Linked DNA regions of Zea mays: region 2 is linked to region 1. The links are chromatin contacts, called in public Hi-C maps. All regions are on one chromosome and are shown on one strand. The core of a region is the stretch at or near the end of the contact, and the rest is flanking DNA. Distances in the headings are between cores, read along the strand shown. Region 1 has its middle 9.7 kb from the start of LOC103653686. Region 2 holds the start of LOC100383563 (Glycerophosphodiester phosphodiesterase GDPDL3).

Region 1 (4,403 bases), core at 1,901-4,400:
CTGTCTCTCTCTAAGGCCTTTTATTTAAGAGGCCACCCCGGGGGTGTGGAGTTCTTTTTTTCCCAACTCTGAATTCTCATGGTCGTTGTGATCGGCTGATCCCCATTCTCCGCTCGCGGCGGCGGTTCTTTCGGCTTCGGAAGCGGCGGCGGAGCAGAGAATTCCATTGGGTTTTATTTTACGCCGACGCAAGTGAGTTCTTGATCCTTCTCCTCGGTTCTGTTCCTCCCCCTGGCTCTCTTTTCCTTCTGGATTTCCGCCGAGAGTTCCATTCCACGCTAGGGCTAGGCTCTGTATGGCGTTCATGATTCGTTTGGAAAGGGCTTTGCTGCTTTCCGTGCCCTCGTCTAATCTCGTCGACTTACCTCGACCTGCTCCTTTCTGTTTGGCACGCATGCTTTCTCAACTCTAAGATTAGAACAGAACAGAACAGGTAGAGATGGCAATGGGTAAATACCCATCGGTTATTACTACCCCATAATCATACTCACGACAAAAAAATAACCCCATCGGGTCACCCATTTACACCGGTGGGTATGGATTTACCCCCATACCTATACCCACGTGGGTATGGTTCACCCATCGGGTCAGCCGTACCCACAAAAATTAAACATCTATCAAAATATTATATTACACAAATGTCAAATATATTCATCTAAATACCATTACAAAATTTATAGCATCATTTAACCATCCATTCAACACAACAAAGATAATTGGATAAAATAGTAACACTAGGACAATACTACATAGCACATTACATGGTCATTAAATTGTCATTAAGCCTTCTATGACATTATGTCCTAAAAGGTTGTTAAATAGTAAAAATGATGGATGACTAAAGTCCAAGTTCATGCTTGGGCTAAGTTTATATTGGGTATTTTATACCCACGGGTTAACGGGTATGGGTGAAGGTGGAACGTTCTAATACCATTTACCCATTGGGTGAAGATTTTTGCCCAATAACATACCCACGGGTGGAATATTTAGCTCACATACATACCCTAATGAAGTAAATACCCATCGGGTATCGGGTCGCGGGTACCCATTGCCATCTCTAAGAACAGGTCATGGGTTGTACGTCTGGTACCCATGAGACAGGGAAGGGGAAAAATGCAACGACTGCTATGCAAGCAGTGCAGCAAATCATCTTATTTATTAGATTACGATCCAACCACAGATACAACCATGATTTGTTAGGGATTTTTTTATAAAGATTATTGAGTTAGTGGTGGAAGGGTTTAAGTGTTAAATGTGATCTACGGTTGGATCATGATCTAATAGATTAAATGATTTGTTTGTATGCTTGCACACAAAGACTGCTTGCATAGTAGTTGTTGCCGGGGAAAAAAATGTTTCTTTAATACTAATTTAGACCTTGATGTGGCTGTATCGTACGTGCTGGAGTGTACAGTGTATGGGATGTGCGTGCCTCCCTGTTCTGGTACAAGACAAAAACCCATCACAAGACACGGTACAGAAAGGTGGACATACTGCTGTACTTGAGAATGTCTCTTATGACAAGGATGTCGTGGAGATAGAACCGGCAGATGCTATCGATTCCGCTCATTACGGCGGCAGTTTCGTCAAGGACGTCTACGTCGACGAAGGAGCGCTGCTTCGTCGGACTCGGACGGCATCAGAAGAAAACCCACTGGACAGAAGGTCGTCCCCAAATTTCAGTCGCCAAGTGATCGGTGCAGACAGCGACATAGGATACGAGAAGAAAGGCTGTTCTAGAGTGTCTGTACACGGACTGAAACCAGAAGTAGTTTCACCTGTTGGCTTCGCTCCTCACTGCAATGGCAAAGAGTGTGGTCTTGAAGATGGGATCGATGTTGCAGCAGGAGAATCTAGCGAGAAGAAGGTCAGCTTGCAAGAGTTACTTCTGCTTCAAAGTGCTGAGCCAGGGCGGTCCTGAGGGCGGGCAACCGGAGCGATCGCACCGGCCCCAAAATTCCAGGGGCCCCAACCCAGATATACATACAGTGTATATACGTATTATGGTCAGGTCCAGGTAAAACTAATCCAATTAGGCCCATGTCGATTCAACTGTCTGGACACCACAGTGATTGGAATAAAAAAATCCTTAATCACCGCCGGCCGCCGCAAACGCACGCGAAAACCTTGCCCTTGCGCGATTGTGCCCTGCGCTTGCCGCCCTTGCCATCTGATCACCTCACATTGCAGGTAATTAACACATGTGTTACAACTACAAGTCTGAAGTCTACAAATACAACACTTGATTTTTAGTCTGACCAAATCATTTAATTCTTAAATTTCAGCAGTACCATGTCAACAAGAAAATATGTATCAGGTAGTGAAAAAAGAAAAAAGAAGCGAGTTGATGAATTGATAGAGTCGCAAAGAGGAAGCATACACTGATTTTTTTCTCAAAAAATGCACAGAGCACTTCGAGGAATCAAATTTGCAAAAATATTCTCTTCACATGATACTTCTGATGTTGAGGTAAATGACCTACTATCCGAGTTGAAGGTCTTGAAGCTAAGTTTACCTGAAAGACCAATGTCTTCTATGGAGATCTTTGAGTATGTTAGGCAAATGGATTCGTATCCAAATATTTCAATCGCTTACCGGATATTATTTACTGTGCATGTAACTGTTGCATCAGCTAAGAGAAGCTTTTCAAAGTTGAAATTGTTAAAGAACTATTTAAGGTCAACAATGTCTCAAGAACGGCTCAACGGATTGGCCACTTTATGTATTGAGAAGAAATTATTGGACAAGGTTGATATCAACATTATTATCAACGACTTCGCATAAGAAATGTTAGAAGAAAATTTTGAGGTAACATGTAAACATATTTGAATTTATTTTGATATATTTGAGTTTTTATCATATAAAAAATTTGTCGATGTACTTAGAAGAAAGTAAAAAAAATATAGATAAAGCTTTAAAAGCCTCATTTTTGGTTTCGCCCCGGGTCTCTAAAATCTCAGGACCGGCCCTGAGCCAGGCGATGCATATGAGAGGAAGAACCAAGAACCACATGGTCACACGGACCAGGAGCTCAGCATAGGAAGAAGCACGGACGATGAAAGCTCAAAACCAGCAGCAGCTCGCGTCGGCGATGTGGACACCTACGACCACGAACCGGACATCTCTGGACGCGGTATAATGCCAGGCCCAGTGTCGGTGTCTGGCCGCCATCCAGTGTGTTCTGGCAGCGTCTCTCTCCGGTCTGACAGCAGCGCCCGGTCCTTTGCGTTTCCAGTTAGGGTTGAAAACGGGCGGATACGGACGGATATTAGCTCATCCTGTATCCTACCCTAATATATTTAAAACGGATTCGGGATCGGATACGGATAGTTAGAAACGGGACGGATACGGATACAGGACCGGATATTTATCCGGGCGGATAAGTGACGGATACGGATATTATTTGATCGGATATCGGATACTTGTCGGATAATACATTAATTGGTTATAAAAAATATTCTTGTTCGACCACGAAATTGCAAGTAAATTAATAATTTAATAGAAGATAATCTCAAGTTTCCACATAAAAATGGTAAAGTGAAGTATTGATTATGTTGAAACTTGGATACTTAGAGTGATTTCACGTGTAACTCACGCAATAAGTGGAAATAAAATAGAAGAAACGTTGACATCCTGTGGATTTTATGGTCCCATTATTTTTTATGACTATATGTGGCCATATGTTGTACCTTCGTATAATTTCATAGATTCATGAGGCTATCTATACATTATTAATTTCTTTCTACATAAAATCATCAAAATATAATTAAAATTCATAAATACACTAGTTTTGATCCAAAATTGCAAAAAGCTTACCAAAACAAATAAACATTCCATTCAAATAAAACCTCAAGTCGCCGCGTGAAAATGATAAGTGAAATATTAATTATGTTGAAACTTTGATACATAAAATGATTTCACGTGTAACTCACGCAATAAATGGGAGCGGAATGGAAGAAACACCAACATCTTGTGGATTTTATAGTCCAAATATTTTTGAGAACTATATGTGGATATATGTTGTGTCCCCGTAAAAATTCATGAATTTTTTAGACTATTTGGTGTATTATTAATTTCTTGTTGTAGAAAATCATCAAAATATAATTAAATTCATAAAAATAGTGTAAGTCAAACGACTCTACGTACTCATCCCATCCATCTCTCAGGTGCCCTTGCTTGGATGGACATGGCATTATACCGGGCTTCTGAATGCGCAGGTTGCAGGGGGAATGGACGGGCAGCCCCGTGAGGATGGCCAAGGCAGAGCGGAGGCACAGCGGACGGCGCCGCCGCCGCCGTGCCTGGAGGAAAGGGATCGTCTGCTGTAAATTCTGATCGGAGAATGTGCTTGCCAAGTTTTCCATTTGTTTATTATAAAATAATACTAGTAGTATTGATCACCT
Region 2 (4,399 bases), core at 984-3,483, 640 kb before region 1:
ATGAAAAAAGGATAGGTGGACTCACCAACTGCCTCTGAAGGAGTAATCGGGAAATCAGTCAATACACCATCAACAGAGAAGGCACCGTTATCAATGAAGAAAAGATATTCCGCTAATGGATCAAAGCTGTAGTTATAGCTGATGGTTAAGTCATTTGCAAAATCAGCAGCATAGATTTCTAGTCCTGCTTTGTGAGCATCATCAACCACTGAAGTATAAGGCAGCAGGTAATTATCTGGTGTAACAGGCCAGATATAGCTTTTGGGAACAAGTATTCCAGAGGCAAAAGTCTTGACAAATGTCAGATTTTTCAGCATTGAGCCATATGTCTGGTTTGTTGATGGCTCAATAGAGCGTTCGTCGAGAAATCGGAACACAAGCTTTGTCTTCTTGCTAACTCTTCCAGATATACTGGTGAGGAAGTTCACTTCAGGCGATGAGATGTAATCGACAATGAATTGTTTCGATAAGGACAGGATATAGCTTCTCATGCTAAGCTTAAACTGGCTGTAGAAACTGTCGTGCTGCAGTTTGAAAAGAAAAGAAATGTTCTGGTGAGAGGCAAATCACCAAATTTGTAGTTCAAAGCTGGTTACAGTTTTATCCCTACCTGGACATTTAACCAAACAGCAGGTGCCTTATATAAGGTGAAAATATTTTCAACAGGATTTATTTGGAACAAACCATCATATGCAGGGGTACGAGATAGGACCGATTGCTTCACTGCAAATATGAAAATGGGTTAATGAAGCATGACATCTGCATTTACTAAGCGGTATGAGATTCAATGCAAAGACATCTGAACATAGTTCTTTCATCACAGTTCAAAAGATCAAAATGCTCAAGACGATAGGGAAGCACAATTTGTAACTGCACTTACAAGATACGTTTTGCAGCAGAACAGTGCTTGTATAGTCTACGGAGAACCAGCCCGCTGTAGATACACCATTAACCTTGTAGGTCTTCTTCCCTTGTGGGAAAACACTGGCTATTATTGTGCAGTTATCCATGTTTATGCTCGGTAGGCAGATACCAGCACCATCCTTCGTCAGCCGAACATCACACCACACGGTGGTGTCAGGGGAACTAGATATGCCAACAAACTGATAAGCATAGTCACTGGAATCGGGAAATAGTCCGGAGAACCCGCCCTTAGCAACGACTGCTGGAGCCTTGCCTGGAAATATGAGACGATTGGTACTGTTAGGGTCATGAAGATGGACAAAAGTACTGGAACAACCCTAAGTGCTACGGCAGAAACTACAAAACCAAAATTACCTTACCGGACGGACATAAAACTCGTAAGCACGCATGACCATCTGAAATTATCGTCTCTTATTACCGGGGTTAACTCAAAACACCGCCCGAATTAACATCCATCGAACTGATCCACTCCCATCCCGTTCTCAAAATAGCAATACGCCCATATGGGTCATACGCAGCCCATGAACAGTAGACACCAGCAGCTAATGGTTTACTGAGTGTTCCTCACCAAGAAAGTGATATTGCATAGGCTTGCACTTGGAGGCACGGTGATGTAAACAGGAAACGAACATGAAAGATGTTGCTATTCAATCCCAACCAAAATTGCCACTTAGCTAGAAAGGCTACCGTGCATTTTTTTTGCTGGAGATGCTAAAAGGTATCATGGCTGGCCCCAAACTTCCAATCAGAAATCTAGTCTCCCAAACAGTGCTAAAAACCAGCAAAGCTCTATTTTGCTGCAGAAGCCCTAAAAAACTATTTTGCTGCAGAAAAACAGAAACAGAGCGCCCCACCCAAAAAAAGAAATAAATGCGCAGCCAGTTCACACTCATCCTGAAGATCCAGGCCAAGCTGTAGAACAAAACAAAAATTGCAATTTACAGGCAAGAGGGCTGATCTTTAAGCGAAGAGTGGCAGCAAATCGACCAGATCAGACCACATACACAATTAGTGCGGGAACCTTGGAAGAAACGAAGTGAGAAGGCAGCGAATCCAAAGCTTACCGCTCAGGGTCTTCCAGGTAGAGCCATTCTGGGCGACGGCGGAGCCGACCGAGAGCAGCAGCAGGAGGAGCAGGTGAGTTGAACCAAGAAGGGAGCAGGCGCGGCTGCTCCTCCCCATTGCGGGCATCCGCCACCTACGCGACCACCGGCGGACGCAGCTCGAGGAACTGGGGCTCCAAGAACGACCCCTGGAAGGGGGAGCAGAGGAAGAGGTGGCCACGACGAGGAGACGAGACAGGGAGGAGGGGGGCAATGCGCATCCGGCGGCCGCGTTGGCGTTGGATTTTTAAGACCCAGCGAGAGAGAGACAAAAGCACCGGGTGGCGGGGCGATACTGCTGCTGCTGAGCTGTGTCTGTGTGTGATACAAGAGGAAGTGGCATCAGGGTCAGGGGAGGGGGAAGGTGGTCTGCGTGTGAGATGCCCCCGAATGGGTCTAGTTTCCAACCTTTGCAAAGGAAAGAGAAATGATTAGTTTCAACTATTCTCCTTTTCTTCGTTGAAAATGTACCTTCTCCATTCTTTTTTATTTACTTCGATTGACGTTTTCCCGATGACGTGGTGATGTGCGCGAGGTAAGAGGCCTGGTTGAAGGTAAGATGATGTTGAGATTAAGGATGCGTTTGATTTAGCTTTTTGAACTAGATTCATTTAAAAAATATATAGAATAAAACATCATAATATGTTTTCATTTAGTTCAGTTCAAAATAACGGTTCATCCTAGATTTTTAATATTTTTTGTCGTTCATATTACCAAACTATCAAGGTTTTACGGAATTTATAGTTGACAATAAAATCTATAGTTAACGGTTATCAATACTCTTACAGAATCTATACTTGACAATAGAACTTATAGTTGGCAGTTGTTTGAACCAAGCATATATTTTAGTTGTTCCACAAAATCATGGGCTTGTAGCAGCTTCCTCTCGACTCACATTTAGAATCATTTGACCCAACAAGGCTTTAAAATACAAGTGTTGCTTCACGTAGGACTCTAACTCATTATAGTCAGATATGGCTAGGGTCATCAAATGGCTCATAACTCATTATAGTCCAGAATAAAAGACAACAACAACCGTAGATTAAGGTTGGCCGTACCCAACCAATCCATACGGGTGGATCGCACTGCCCGTTGTACAGTAAATTGCTGAGATTAAAATACGATTTCAAGATGGATGTAGTAGAACTTTGTCTAGATCAAGACCGTGTTTTAAGCAAGGGGAAATACTTTTTACCGAATTTTTTTACGTTCGTGAAGAAATGAATGTGAGAGCAAGCAACGAGAATTTTTATATGGCTATTGTGGATGGTCGCCTGTGGCGGTGGTGTAGCCGTGTATGTGCCCGTAACATGTGCAGGGTCCCCAGCCTTGATTGGCTGCTCCGCATCTCTGTCACCTGGCGTGCTCGACCAAGTGGAGCCGCGCATCGTGTCCTTTCTCGGTCCGCGAATCCGCCATGCAATGCACCAAGGAATAGGATACGGTGGTGCTGGTGCGGATGCTGACTCGGCCGGCGATCGGCGTGCTTGCACCGGAGCCGGGGGAGCAGCCCCCCCTGCTGTTGTGTCCGCGACTCTCGCGCATCGGCGCAGCAGCTCATCGGTGCGTGACCACGGTTTTAACTAGTCTAATCACGGTGTCTAGATTAATCACTTCTCCGCGTGCTGTCTCGGAACCCGGTCGTCCTACAAGCAGTGGCTGCGTTGAGCGGCGCCGTCACGTTGCTCCGGCCGGCTGCATATTCTACCTGCTGGCCTGGGCGCTTGGCGTCCCCCGCGTAGAGAGGGCTAGGAGCCAGCCAGCGAAGCAGGTCGCCGGCCGGCCGCGTCACATCCGTGTGCGCCCCCACCCACGTCAGTACATGACAAACAAGGAGTGCGACAGTCGGAGTGCGTCCTAGTTCCGGGCCTTTCGGGTTAATTTTGCCACAGGCCTTCTGTAGTTCTGTAAGGGCAGATCAGGGTGACCGTTCAAAGATAGCCAGAAGCCTAACTATGGATTGCAGCCCCTAACGCCGTAACGCGGGCCACCAGAGTTTTGGAATGGAATATGGCACGTACCATGCAGGTTAACGTCCGTATGTTCGCTCAACCACCTTCTACATTTTCTATATTATTTTATCTATATTAATTACAGCTTTAATCTATAGTGTAAGGGTGTGTTTGGTTTGACTTTTGCTCTCTAAAAATCAAAAGTCAAACCAAAGTGTTGAATCCAGTAAGCAGCTTTTTTCTAAAAGCTAACTTTCTCGTATTGGAAAACTAAAAGCACCTATAGACCTATTTTTAGTGACTTTCGGATGTAACTATGAAAACATATATCAAATAACTTTTAATGGCTTTTAGTGGTTTCCATCAAACGGTTTTTAGCTTTTTAACAGCTTACATATCACAAAAAAAAATTCACAGCTC

What was found. A called contact is a pair of places that touch in the nucleus more often than the background predicts.
Region 2: a contact with region 1 is called in a Hi-C map of leaf, with 9 times the contacts expected there. The contact joins the promoter of LOC100383563 here to the enhancer-like site in region 1. A contact is called at or near these places in 3 of 25 Hi-C or Micro-C datasets (ear and leaf).

The regions. Positions count from the first base shown.
Region 1 is chr4:132,147,073-132,151,475 of Zm-B73-REFERENCE-NAM-5.0, reverse strand. No RefSeq gene overlaps it. Among protein-coding and RNA genes, the nearest start is that of LOC103653686, 9.7 kb to the right of the region's middle. Within about 2 kb of position 3,150, at least 12 of the 20 cell types and tissues checked have an H3K27ac peak or open chromatin away from gene starts, as enhancers often do. A contact at or near this core is called in ear and leaf, where this site is marked.
Region 2 is chr4:132,789,135-132,793,533 of Zm-B73-REFERENCE-NAM-5.0, reverse strand. It overlaps LOC100383563 (Glycerophosphodiester phosphodiesterase GDPDL3), which reads right to left and starts at 2,233. Exons shown (of 9, transcript NM_001176211.1): 1 at 1,989-2,233; 2 at 881-1,177; 3 at 611-723; 4 at 26-524. The coding sequence starts at 2,115.